Regions from separate parts of the Mus musculus genome. Here regions 2 and 3 are each linked to region 1. A link is a contact called in public Micro-C and promoter capture Hi-C data. All regions are on one chromosome and are shown on one strand. Each heading gives the region's core, a stretch centred on a gene start, on an enhancer-like site or on the middle of the called end of the contact. The rest is flanking DNA. Distances are from core to core; before and after follow the strand shown.

What was found. Promoter capture Hi-C pulls out the DNA fragments that hold promoters and counts their contacts. A called contact is a pair of places that touch in the nucleus more often than the background predicts.
Region 2: a contact with region 1 is called in a promoter capture Hi-C map of liver, with 5 times the contacts expected there. The contact joins the promoter of Lsp1 here to the promoter of Ascl2 in region 1. A contact is called at or near these places in 6 of 39 promoter capture datasets (cranial neural crest, hematopoietic stem and progenitor cells, hippocampal neurons and 2 more).
Region 3: a contact with region 1 is called in a Micro-C map of embryonic stem cells, with 3 times the contacts expected there. The contact joins the promoter of Igf2os here to the promoter of Ascl2 in region 1. A contact is called at or near these places in 7 of 39 promoter capture datasets (cranial neural crest, embryonic stem cells, liver and 2 more), 5 of 484 Hi-C or Micro-C datasets (all in embryonic stem cells) and 1 of 9 other capture datasets (pancreatic islet).

The regions. Positions count from the first base shown.
Region 1 is chr7:142,967,298-142,971,088 of GRCm38.p6, forward strand. Ascl2 (achaete-scute family bHLH transcription factor 2) reads right to left here and starts at 1,967. Exons shown (of 3, transcript NM_008554.3): 1 at 1,674-1,967; 2 at 603-1,402; 3 at 1-42. The coding sequence starts at 1,683. The coding sequence ends at 621.
Region 2 is chr7:142,459,096-142,462,886 of GRCm38.p6, forward strand. Lsp1 (lymphocyte specific 1) reads left to right here and starts at 1,717. Exons shown (of 11, transcript NM_001136071.2): 1 at 1,717-1,871. The coding sequence starts at 1,804.
Region 3 is chr7:142,657,723-142,661,513 of GRCm38.p6, forward strand. It overlaps Igf2os (insulin-like growth factor 2, opposite strand), which reads left to right and starts at 1,958. Exons shown (of 4, transcript NR_002855.3): 1 at 1,958-3,307. It also overlaps a transcript of Igf2 not described here.

The DNA of each region.
Region 1 (3,791 bases), core at 717-3,216:
CTAGAAGCAGGTAGGTCCACCAGGAGTCACCCAGGGATGCAGCTGTGAAGAAGATAAAAGGTGTCAATGTGTACGGACACCGCCCCACCTCCCAAGGCGCAGTAGGCAGTTTCGTTTGCTTGATTAGTTTTGGAGTCTCAACTCATGGGTGCCTCGATCCGCTCAGAGGCGCCGACGGGGGCGGGGCGCACGCTCAGAACCTGCCCGCCGTGACTCAGGGGCCCGCTCCAGCCGACTCACTCCGCACCCCGGCCTAGGACGCGATTTGCAATGCAAACTCACCCCGCCTCCAGCACCCGACTCGGCCAGGCTCTGACAGCACTGGGACCTCGCCGGCCCGGCCCTGAGGCCGCTCCCCTCCCCTGGCCTCCCCTTCCCCCACCCACAGCAGAGCTCTGAGAGGAAGTTTTGCAATCCCGGACAAACAAACGCCGGTCTTGCTCAGGCTTGAAAAAGGTTGAGGAAAAATGAAGCGTGCGCGAAATCCAAGTGATCGCCCCAGCTGAGTCCTGGCTGCACAGGGTCCCCGTGGCGCTAAGTGTCAGGCCCGCCCACCACGTGTCTCCCTTACTGCTTCGCCTCCCCGCCGTCCTGGAACTTACCTTAGGGGGGTGGGATGCTCAGTAGCCCCCTAACCAACTGGAAAAGTCAAGCAGCTCCTGCTCCATCGGGCTTAGCTCTCCCTCGCAGCTGCTTTCCTCCGACGAGTAGGCGGAGCGCGGGGAGGTAGGCTCAGAGCAGCCCAGGCGGTCCGGGGACGGAGACGTAGAGGCGCAGGACAGAGACGCGCTGGCAGGGGAGGCAGAGGGCTGCGCGCACTCATCGGACGGCGGAGTAGCGGGTGTTAACAGCCCCCCAGCGAGCGCGGCACGCACCGCGTCGTGCTCTGCGAGCAGCCGCTGCAGCGCACGAATGTACTCTACCGCGGAGCGCAGCGTCTCCACCTTACTCAGCTTCTTGTTGGCGCCGCCGTGCGGCACGTGCTGCCGCAGCGCCTGGAAGCCCAAGTTTACCAGCTTTACGCGGTTGCGCTCGCGCTCATTGCGGCGTGCCACGGCAGCCGAGCTGCTGCTGGCCTCGGTTGCTCCAGATCGCCGCCGCCGGCTGCAGCGCAGCAATTCCGGAGACGCTTGTCTCCGCCGAGCAGCGCAGGCTCCAGCGACTCCAGACGAGGTGGGCATGAGTCTGGGCAGCGCGCCGCCGTCCATCAAGCTTGCATTCAGCCCCTGGGCCCCTGCTACGAGTTCTGGTGCGGCACAGGAAAAGTGCTCGCGAGGAACCGGGTGCGGTGGGAAGTGGACGTTTGCACCTTCACGGGCCTCAGGCAGGGCACTGCTGCAGGACTCCCTAGGGCACGCGTCGCTGGCCTCCTGCAGTCCTGGGACCCCGTACCAGTCAAGGTCTGAAAGAGTAGGGAAGCGTGGTACTCTCGTGTCCCGCGCGTGCTGTCAGGCGCTCCCCAAGTCTCCCTTTACGCGGCTCAAGCGGCTCCTTTTTTTTAAAAAGTATAGATAACTCTCCTCCGCCCGCCACCGCCTCCTTTCTCACGCCCTCCTTCCTTCGCCTCGCCCTCCCGCCACGCTTCACCCTCCCCTTGGCGTACACATTCTGCAAAGCTGACACCGTGCGCTTCCACCCCCACCCCTCCCGGGTGCAGTTCATGGCCTACTGACGTGCTTCCATGCTCCGGGCAGATGCTTAGCTTATTGCGTCCTCGAAAAATCCTCGAGTGCAGATCCCGAACTGCGCTCCGCAGGTCCCGCACACTCAGGGGCTGAGAGAGGGTCCGAGAGAGGGTCCGAATGTACTCTACAGGCACCTCCACCCGTCCTGGTGCTCAGCCCTTAAGCCCCAAGAGCTGCCAGGTCTCCGCACACCTAGCGCTTGCAGCCGGATGAAGAACCGGACCAAGCTTTGCGGTGACCAAGAGGTAGGAGGCAGAAGAGCGCGACCCCCTAGGGTAGCACGAGCCTCAAACCCGCACCCACGTCCCTCCCCCTGGCGGAGGAGGCGGGAGCCGGGGTCTCAGCCAATCTGGGATCGCCCGTTTGGCCAATGACAATTGGCGCGGTCCTATGCCGGGGCCAGAAGGAAGCGTACGCCTGGCGCGTGGCTCCAGAGATGGGGGAGTGTCTCGCACAAGGCTCCACGCCCACTCCGCCCCACCCTGCTCCTCCACCAGGACCCGGTGTCCACGCATTGCAGGAGCACACCTGTGCCCCTTGAGTGTGAGAAGGGCTTGAGGAGTGGTTCAGACCAGTAATGGGAAATTTCATGTTCCTGGGCACCTGTACCCATTTAGCCCCTCATGCACACCCCATGCCTCTGTGTTTTCAAGAATCCCCAGGACCGGTTGCCCTGACCTGAGAGAATACAATCAAGTCCACTCCTTTCTCACACTGTCACCCATCTGCACCTTACAGCCAGCTCTCCAAGTCTGGGTCTCTTTTCCTAATGGTGAATCTACCCAGACTAGTTTTTGTTCGGTTCCTGGACTTTTTGTTCAATAACACTTCTTCGGATTCCAGCAGACCTCTCAGTCCCATCCTTCCCCTGAGGCCGGTGGAGGGAAGGTTGAAGGGGAAGGGAAATGCACTGACCTTGTCAAAGTCTCAGTTTTGCCCCATTGTCCCAGAAGTGTGCTCTCAAGGCCGTAGCAAGCCCAATTTTTCCCTCAAAGGACTAGGTAGGTGCTTGGGAGCCAAGCAAGACCTATAGGGTTCAAGTGGTCTATCCTGTGGGTAGTAACCTGGAGTTACTTTCTTTGTAAATATCCGACTGGGGGAGGGCTACCAAAACCAGGCTTCTCTCTGCTTTCGCACTGCCTTGGAGCATGTACTGCCAGTGTGGGGCTGCCTGCAGGTTCCATGACTCTCCAGGATTCGTCAAGGCTGTATCATCCTAATCCAGCCTTTTGATAACCTTGCTGTGGGAAGTGGGCAGTGAGTCGAAATTTCCCGGGTGTCTGCTAAGAGCACTTGGATAAGTCTAGTCACTTCTCTGCTGTTTGGAGCAATCCAGTTGGTCTGGGGAGATTGTTAAGTAAAGCACTTGCTGTGCAAGTGTGAGGACCTGAGTTCAAATCCTCAGAACCCATAGAAACCCAAGATGCCAAGAAGAGAATTCCTTCAAACTTCCAGGCCAGCTAGCCCCAGGACTGCAATAATGAACAACAACGTCTATCTTAAACAGGCTGGAAGGGAAGGACCAACATCCAAGATATCCTCCAACCTCCATACACACTGCTGTGCTCATCCTTGCACACGCAAGCATGCACACATATACAGAAGAGATGGAAACAGTTTGTATCCTGGTGCCCTGAGGAGGTTTGATCTGCAAACCCTCACTGTACGGAGACCACTGCTGCCCTGTTTCCTCCCTGCCTTTCCCTAAGTTGTTTTTTGTACTTTTCCTCCATTTAGGGGTGGTGGTGGGAGAGTCTCCTGAAGCTTAGGTTAGCCCTTAATTCACTACATAGCTAAGGATGACTGTGAACTTCAGAACGTCTATCTTCTTCTTATATCTCCAGATAGATTATAGGCATGCACCGTCACACTCATTGTATGTGATGCTGGAGATGGAACCCAGGGCTTCATATATGATACATGCTAGACAATGTGGTGCATTCTAGGCAATCTAGCAACTTAGGTACATCACCGTGTGTCTGTGTGTGTGTCTGTGTGTGTGTGTGTGTGTGTGTGTGTGTGTGTGTGTGTGTGTAAAGACTCACGACTCTTTCAGGGGTCTCACCATATTTCCTTCCTCTCAGGCTGGTACATACCCTACTTCTA
Region 2 (3,791 bases), core at 467-2,966, 510 kb before region 1:
ACTTTTACAGGAAAGTCACTCCTGTGATATGACCTGGGTGTAAGACCCATCTCCTCTCAGGAGTCCTGCCTTCCACACTGCTACTCTTGGGGCTGACTTTATAAACACTTCAGCTTTGAGAGAACCAGACTGGGGTTTTCCCCTTGGGCAGAGCTGGCTCTGCAGGCTTGAAGGGTCTGTGCTATTAGGGTCTGAATTTCCATCTGAAAGATGTTAGCTGCTGGATTTGAGGTCCTGAAAACTATGAAACCAATCCAGTCTGTAGGTAGCCAATGGTCTCCACCTCTCCATCCCCCAGCCCTAAGGACAAACAGGCCACAGAAAGTTCATAGATTAGTGGCTGGAATGCACCGATAAGGTGCCTGGATGGCGAGGCCCTGTGACAGACATAGGAACCAGTGAAAACCTCTTAAGAGGTGTCAGGACAGAAGTGGCATAACTCTGTCACCTGCCAAATGCATTCCCAGCCACTTATCAACAGAGCACTTAGGAGGGTCCCAAGGAAGCAAAGTGCAAAAGGAGAGAGAGAGGAGGCTGAAGAAAAAGCAGGCAGGTGTCCTGCCCAGTCTGCTGAACAATACTCACTCTTCCTGTTGCCCCCTCCTCAGGACTGGGATAGAGTAAGCAAGGCTTTGCCTCCACTGGACCATGTGGATAAGAAAGGGCTCCCTGCAGTCAGGCAGGCTTGCAAACACAGGTCTACCTCTAGATGATACTCTACAGCTTCTACTAAGTTTCCCAACACCCTAAGGCTCTCTTGCCTTTCTGCACTTCTCCTGTAAGACCTCATAGTGAGATTTCCGAGGTCACTCATTGCCCAGTGCTGGGAAATAGGGCACTGGCTCCTTTCTTTCTATCTCTTGGGTCAGCAAGCTTCAAAGAGAGAGTCTCTACCATGTTGTGGCTGCCTCAACTTGGCCCAGTGACACTTTAGCCCAAGTCCCGGGACTTTGGGATCTGGCTATCACATTCCCCATCATTCCTTTATAGTCCCTTTGGTTCCCTCCCAAAAGCCTCAGTCCTTCCTCTGGTGCTGCCTCTCAGGAGAACCCATGACCCACCCCAGCATAGCTGGGAACATCAACCGACTCTTCGACTGGTTCCAAATGCCCAGAGCACAGAGGCAGGATTAGAGAGAGCTGATGGAGCAGGGAGACAAGAGCGTCCAGCAGCTAGGAATGGAGACAGATAGAGACAAGCTCTAGAACCACAGACTAGGGGAGCACCACATGTGGGACCCTGGACATGGCTGGGGAGCAAAGGCTAACTAAGAGTGTCCAAGGCCATGACCTTGAAGCATCAAGAACTAGTTCCACCATGTTCATTGAGCACACTTGGAAGCACAGAAGATTTCCATGCAAAGCAATTGAAAGCAGTCCACGGACACTAAAGGGACCATGAATTCTGGACATTGTGGGAGACATAGCTACTCTCAGGTCTATGGACCAGAGTTGCAAGGAGTAGCCTTACTCACCTCTACCCTCAGCCCTTTTCTGTCATTCCAGGAGGCTATAGCTTGCTTGCTCAACACTTCCTGATGAGTGGTTTGGGTTTAGTTGGTTTTTGGTTTTTTGTTTTTTTGTTTTGTTTTGTTTTGTTTTAACTCTTCTTCTGTTGCAGCAACATAGGAAAAAAAAAAAAAAAACCCAAGCCCCATAGGTTTCAAACCTCAACCTGCTACAGGAAGGAGGAAGTGAAACCTGGGGCGGGAAGGGTGGGGGGCTGAGGCTCTAGGCCACCGCCCATCTACAGAGAAACACCAGGAGCCATAACAAGTGCACCCACACCGAAGACACCAGGCCCATGGCGGAGGCTGCCATCGATCCCAGATGCGAGGAACAGGAAGAGCTCCATGCAGAAGACAGCGAAGGGTGAGTTCCACTATGGGCAGTTTGCTTTGTGCCAAGTGCTGAGTAGGCAGAATCTCAGATAGGACTTAGATAGCCTTCAGAAACCCTCTCTTACCAGAGAGGTGTGTATCTCCTCTATCTCCCTCTGCAGCTTGGCCTAACTGGGAAAGGCTATCTTCCTGGCTAGGGTTCATAGCCAGAATAGAGAAGATGGATGCTTGGTGTGGAAGGGACTGGGAGTGGCTGGATATGGCCTGAACAGCAGGAGAGAGCAGTAGCTGTGTTGGGAGAAACTAGGCCTAGGAATCCTGACCTCATGCACCTATAGGCTTGTCTGAGGGGTCTGGCCTGCCTTAAGATACTGAGAGGTGACCAGGCCTCAGGGGTTCCCAAAGCTGCTATGTGAGGATAGAGAAGGTCAATGGTGTCTTATGGACCAGGCACTGTTGTTAAGTACAGTGGGTATGGGAATGAACATTGGCAAAGGTAAAGGGGGCCACTGCCCTGCAACAGACAGGGCTGGGCAGAGGCCTTTAGGCTGTCAGCTGCTTAAGGGCATCTGCAATTTAAAGGGATGTGAAGGGTGTTCCCTGTCTTTCCTGTGTTGGGTCATAAGGTGGGGGTGGGGGTAATGAGAAGGGAAGCTGTTAGTGGGTAGACATGGAGACCAAGCCAGGCCATTGGTGCCTGCCCTGCCCTGTCCCAGGAACAGGTCTCAGAAGAGGGTGTCAGGTCTTGGGGACAGGTCAGAGGCTAGCAGCCTCATGGGAGCAGGATGTGGGGGCTGCGGTCCAGGTGTGTAAGAGGAAGGGGAAGAAAGAGGTAAAACATAAAATTGCTACCGGAGCTGCCAGGCTGCCAGGGAGAGTGTGACTCTTAGGGTTCAGCCACAGGCTCAAGGAGATAAGGCCCACCTTAGCAGGGGTTGCAGGGTCTCTGCAGTTCGCAAGCCGGACGCCAGATCTTGGGCAGGAACAGCAATTCCTCAATCCTTATCAATGATAATGGGAAGAAACCTCACTTTGAGGGGTGCATGTTGGGGGGTCTCCACACTATTGCTTTGCATTTGGACCCTGGTTAGAAAGTTGTCCAAGGAACCCTCAGGCTAGGAAAGGAGTCTGAGGCTAAGCAGAGACTGGCCTGGTCTGGGTCAGCACCCTTGTGCCAGCCTTGGGATTCCAGGGCCATGTTGTTCCCAGAAAGGCTCTATGAAGTCTGTCTCCTGGGAAGGGGGACATGCATCGTGACATCCCAAGAAGGGCTCCAAGGACACTCTGCCCAGGCTGGATGAGGACACAAGCTGCGGGGTGTGTGGAACAGGGTGATCAGTCAACAGCTGTGACCCTGTTCAGAAATGACTGCACGTCAGTGCCCCTGCCACCTTGTGCCCATAGAAGGGCAGCTTCAAGCAGCCAAGCCAGCCCCACCCTCCTCCTAGGCCCTTCCTCAGCCCCCTCTCTCAGCTGTCTCAAATGCCGAGGTCTAAGCAGCACAGTGAAGGGTGCCCACAGCTCTGGCGGTCCCAGCCGATCCCTAGTCATCTTGCTGTAGGACCGGAGCTGGGCTGCACCTGTGCCTGTCAGTCAGGAACTCCTGTTCCACAATCCTACAGCCTTAAAGGGGCCTGGGAGCCCCTTAAAGACCTCCTCCCCAAAATGGAGGAAGAAAGAACAAAGTGCACCACCGACCTTTCAAAATGAAACTGAGACCCTGGAGGAGGAGATACTGTGCCTGCTGTACAGGGTGACTCACAGACCAGGGATTCTCCTGTTTGAAGTGGTAAAGTCCCCAGTGCCCAGAAGGGGTTATTTGGTCTAAGAAGTTCCCATTCAGGAAGCCCCAGAAGCCCAGAGCTGAACAGGGTCAGTTTGGGCTGGATCAGATCAGGGGGAATCCCCATGCTGTGCTGTCCACAGTAGAGCAGGTGCATCAGGCAGAAGC
Region 3 (3,791 bases), core at 708-3,207, 310 kb before region 1:
CCAATGGGGGGAGGGAGGGGGCTCCTTCCCACATCCTCCTATGGAAAGTTACACCCAGTAAAAGGCAGGGGCAGTTATTTCTCTTTGAACTGTAACATTTCTGCCCTTCTGAGCCCGAAACCGTCCCCTCTCCCCCCAACATTCCAGGTTGGGAATGTTGGGGACAGAGTTGGGGTGTGTGGGTGGGGGGAAAAGCTAACTGTGGGGTCTGGCTTGACTCTTTTACCAATTTTGGGGGGCTCTTGGCCCCGCCCACCCACTTTTCCTTCCTGTCTCATTGGCACAAAGTCAACATACCAGGGTGGGCTTCGGAGACTCTGCCCCCCTCCTCATCACTCAGCACCCTTGGGGGGGGGTGTACAGGGCCTGCACAGCACGAATCGTACATTTTATGCAGCTCATCCATCCCCCCCTTCCCCAACACACAGTAAAGCACCAGGAAGTCTCCTGTGAGTTCAACTTACACACCCCCTCCCCAACAGCCCCCATACCCCCGCCCCTTCCCCCACTCCATGGCGCAAGGGGGAACAAAAGTTTGCTTAGGGAACGAGCCCCCAGCCCCCCACCCACCGCACCAGTCCCGCCATGCCCAAGCCGGGCTCTGCGCACCCCCCACTCCCAGGGCCCCTGAGAGCCCTTACCTGGAAGCCGGCGACGCTGCCGCCCATCTCCCTGCTGCGGGTATGCAAACCGAACAGCGGGCGAAGGCCCTTCTGCCGGGCACTCCTCTGCCAGCGCCGCTCTGCCCGAGTCGCAGAGGCCGAATGTGCGACGGGACAGAACGGGGAGATGGCTTTTTTGGTGGGGAGGGGGGCGTCTCTTCTGCTTCTTTAGGGTATCTTAGGGCTGGGGCGGGCCAGATATTGTACTTTCGGGGGGGAAAAGGTATCGGGAAATGAGGTCAGCTGTTGTATCAAGGATAGTTGGGGGGCAGAGATAGTGAGAGAGACAGAGTGAACGTGAAAGGGGGGGACCACAGAGAGGGAGAGAGGGAGAGAGGACAGCGAGAGGCGGGTAGGCTCACAGCGGGAGAGGACAGCACGGAGAGAAACAGAAAGCGTATAATTAATCCACTTGGGTAGGCGAAGGCAGAGGGCGGACGTGAGGGGGAGGGAGTCTGAGGCGAGGAGGAACGGGGAGGGGGCAGGAGGGGAGCTTAGGAAAGGTGGCGGGTAAGCGGGTGCGCGAGGGGGGGCGCACCCTAAGCAGAGGAGAGGATGCAACTTCGAAGGACCGAGGACGGTGTTGAGGGGGGAGGAATGGAGGCGTCACCCCGGCCACGGGCACCCAGCTCGGTTAGGGTCGACGGAGCCCTCAGCCGTCGTAAGCCCGGGCTTCTTGTGGGGGGGACAGGCGTGGCGGCGCCTCAGCTGCTCGGGACTGCAGCGAAAAGAGGGGAGCAGCCGGGCTGCGCACCGGGGAGGGCTGGGAGGGGAAGCGCGGGGGATGACAACGCCGGCGACCTGCAAGCCGGACTGCCTGCGGTGGGGACCGCCTCCTCTGGCGAAGCAGGAATGGGGTGTTGAGGTAGATAGAGGAGGAGGCGGTGGGGAGATCCGCAGGCCCGACGGAGCGCGGCCCCGCCGACGGCGCCCTGCACAGGAGTTAGCAGCAGCGAGGTGGCGGACGGCGTCGACGCGGGGCCGCCAGCCCGGATGGAGGCGCTGGCGGGCCGAGCGCGGGCGGGCGTGGGCCAGGAGGCGGGGGCGGCCGGAAGGGGGGGCCGGGGGCCGGCCTGGCCTCACGCAGCTCCGCCGGAGAGCAGGCGAACTCCGGGCGCCAACGCCCGGTTCTTATAGCCGCGCCACCCCGCGGCTCGGCGCCCGCTCGGGCCCCGCTGGCCTTACGCCCGCGCCAATGGGCGTCCGCAGGGCCCTCGCCCCGCCCCGGGACCGCCCCCGCAACTCGAGCCACGCGGGGAATGCGGGTCGGGGGCCCTGGGCACGGGGGTTGCCGGTGGGGGGGGGGAGTGGAGTGCCTGGTGGCAAAGATGGGGGGGGGCTGTGCGCCCCAACAGGCCCACTAAATCCTGGGTGTCTATCCCTAAAAATCGAGGTCCCATGTCATGTTTCCGGGGTGCCCTGTGCTTGTGCAACATGGGCGCGTGGTGCGAACCAACGTGCGTGGCACCCTAGGCCTCAGTGGTAGTGGCAGGACCTGTGCTCAGTTAGAGGGTTACAAGGTAGGCGCATCCCGGCCGACTGAGTTAAGGCGCAGGTAGCTGGGTAGAGGGTTCTCACAGGGACCTACTTGCTAAGCAGGGGACAGTCCCCTGGATCGGCTGGGGGGGGGGGGGGGAGCGCGCAGCCTCCACCTGCCTGAGCAGGCAGGGCGGGCTGTGAGGCACCTCGAATAGCAGCCAGATAGATCTTACTAAGCGCCCCTAACCTCTGCTTTGCCTGGGATCTCCTAGCAGCCTTTGGGGGGCCACCAGGTGCACCATGAAGGGAAGGCTGGCTTGGCCACGCCAAATCTGGGCCCCGCGTGGAGCCCCCGCACAATGTCTGCGCCCTTCAGCAGAAAAAGAAGCAGGGCGGGAAACGTAGCTCAAACCAGACCTGTAAACCAGAGCTCACTGAAGTGCTTCTAAGCGGCGCGCCTTTGGGACCCCACCCAGTATGAGCAGATAACAGTTCCCTGTCCTCAGCACTTTGAATTTGCTTAGTTGCAGGTTCGGCCCCAGGGGCCAATGCGATAATTCCGGGCTATTAAGAAACTCTCCCCGGGTGGTTTCAGATATAAGAAGCCATTGTGATTTTTACCAAGTCAAAATCACTTCTAAACCGGTGCACCTTGTTTCCCTCTCCCGACCTCCGCACCTCTAGGCCTCTAAAGGGCCACTACTGGCGGAAACCAGTGCACCCGGGGCTAACCTCCCGGCCCGACCATCAATCACCGCGCCCGCGCTCTACACTCGCTTCCCCAAGCCCTCGACCTGTAGGGTTGGAGGCTCCAAGCCGCCCGAGCGCTCTGCCCTTCCCGCTTCCTGGCCGCCCAGGCGCTTTCCCTACCACCGCGTTGTTTGCAGAGTGCACACAAAGTGGCGCGCGTTTCGGAGCGCCCAGCCCAAAGGAGCGCTGCCGCCGAGGGAGAAGCCAGCAGCCCGCTCCCGCGCTACTCCGCAGCAGCCCTGAGGACAAACTGCGAGGTAGCCGGTGCCCCGCAGTGGAAGAGCTGGGGCACGAGGGAGCGCGCCACGGGGAGCTCACCACAAGGCCGAAGGTCGGGTCCGCTGGCGCAGGAGGATCGGAGGAGAAGGGCGGGAGAGCGGATGAAGTGGGAGCTGCTGAAGTGGACGCTGCTGAAGGTGAGCGAGACCCCAAGGGCAGTCCCCAGTGAACCGGGGCAACGCCCAGTCCGTTGGAAGACCCGGGGACAATGCCCAAATTTGGGGGAAACTGGGGGCAATGCCCAGTCGTTTTCCTGGACACGGGAGCAACACTGCCCACGTCCTGGCCGCCGCGCAGTGTCCAGTGCGTGTTTGGGGCACACACACTTTTCCAAAATCTGTGCTGCCGCTGGGACACCGTAGGAGAAGTGACGAGGCCGATACCACTGTTATGCGCAGGACGGGAAGCTGCCGAAAGTGGCCAGCGGAAACAATGATCAAATTTCGGGGATCCCAAGTCAGACCCTTGTCTGATTTGCGGTCCTGGGAATGAGCGGCCCAAAGTAGGGGGACTCGAAGGCGACTCCATAAATGGGAAAACTGTGGCGAATGACTAAATTTGAGATTCCAGAAAAATTAGAATCCAAGTTGGGGAATGAGGAAAATTATTCTATGCAAAAAT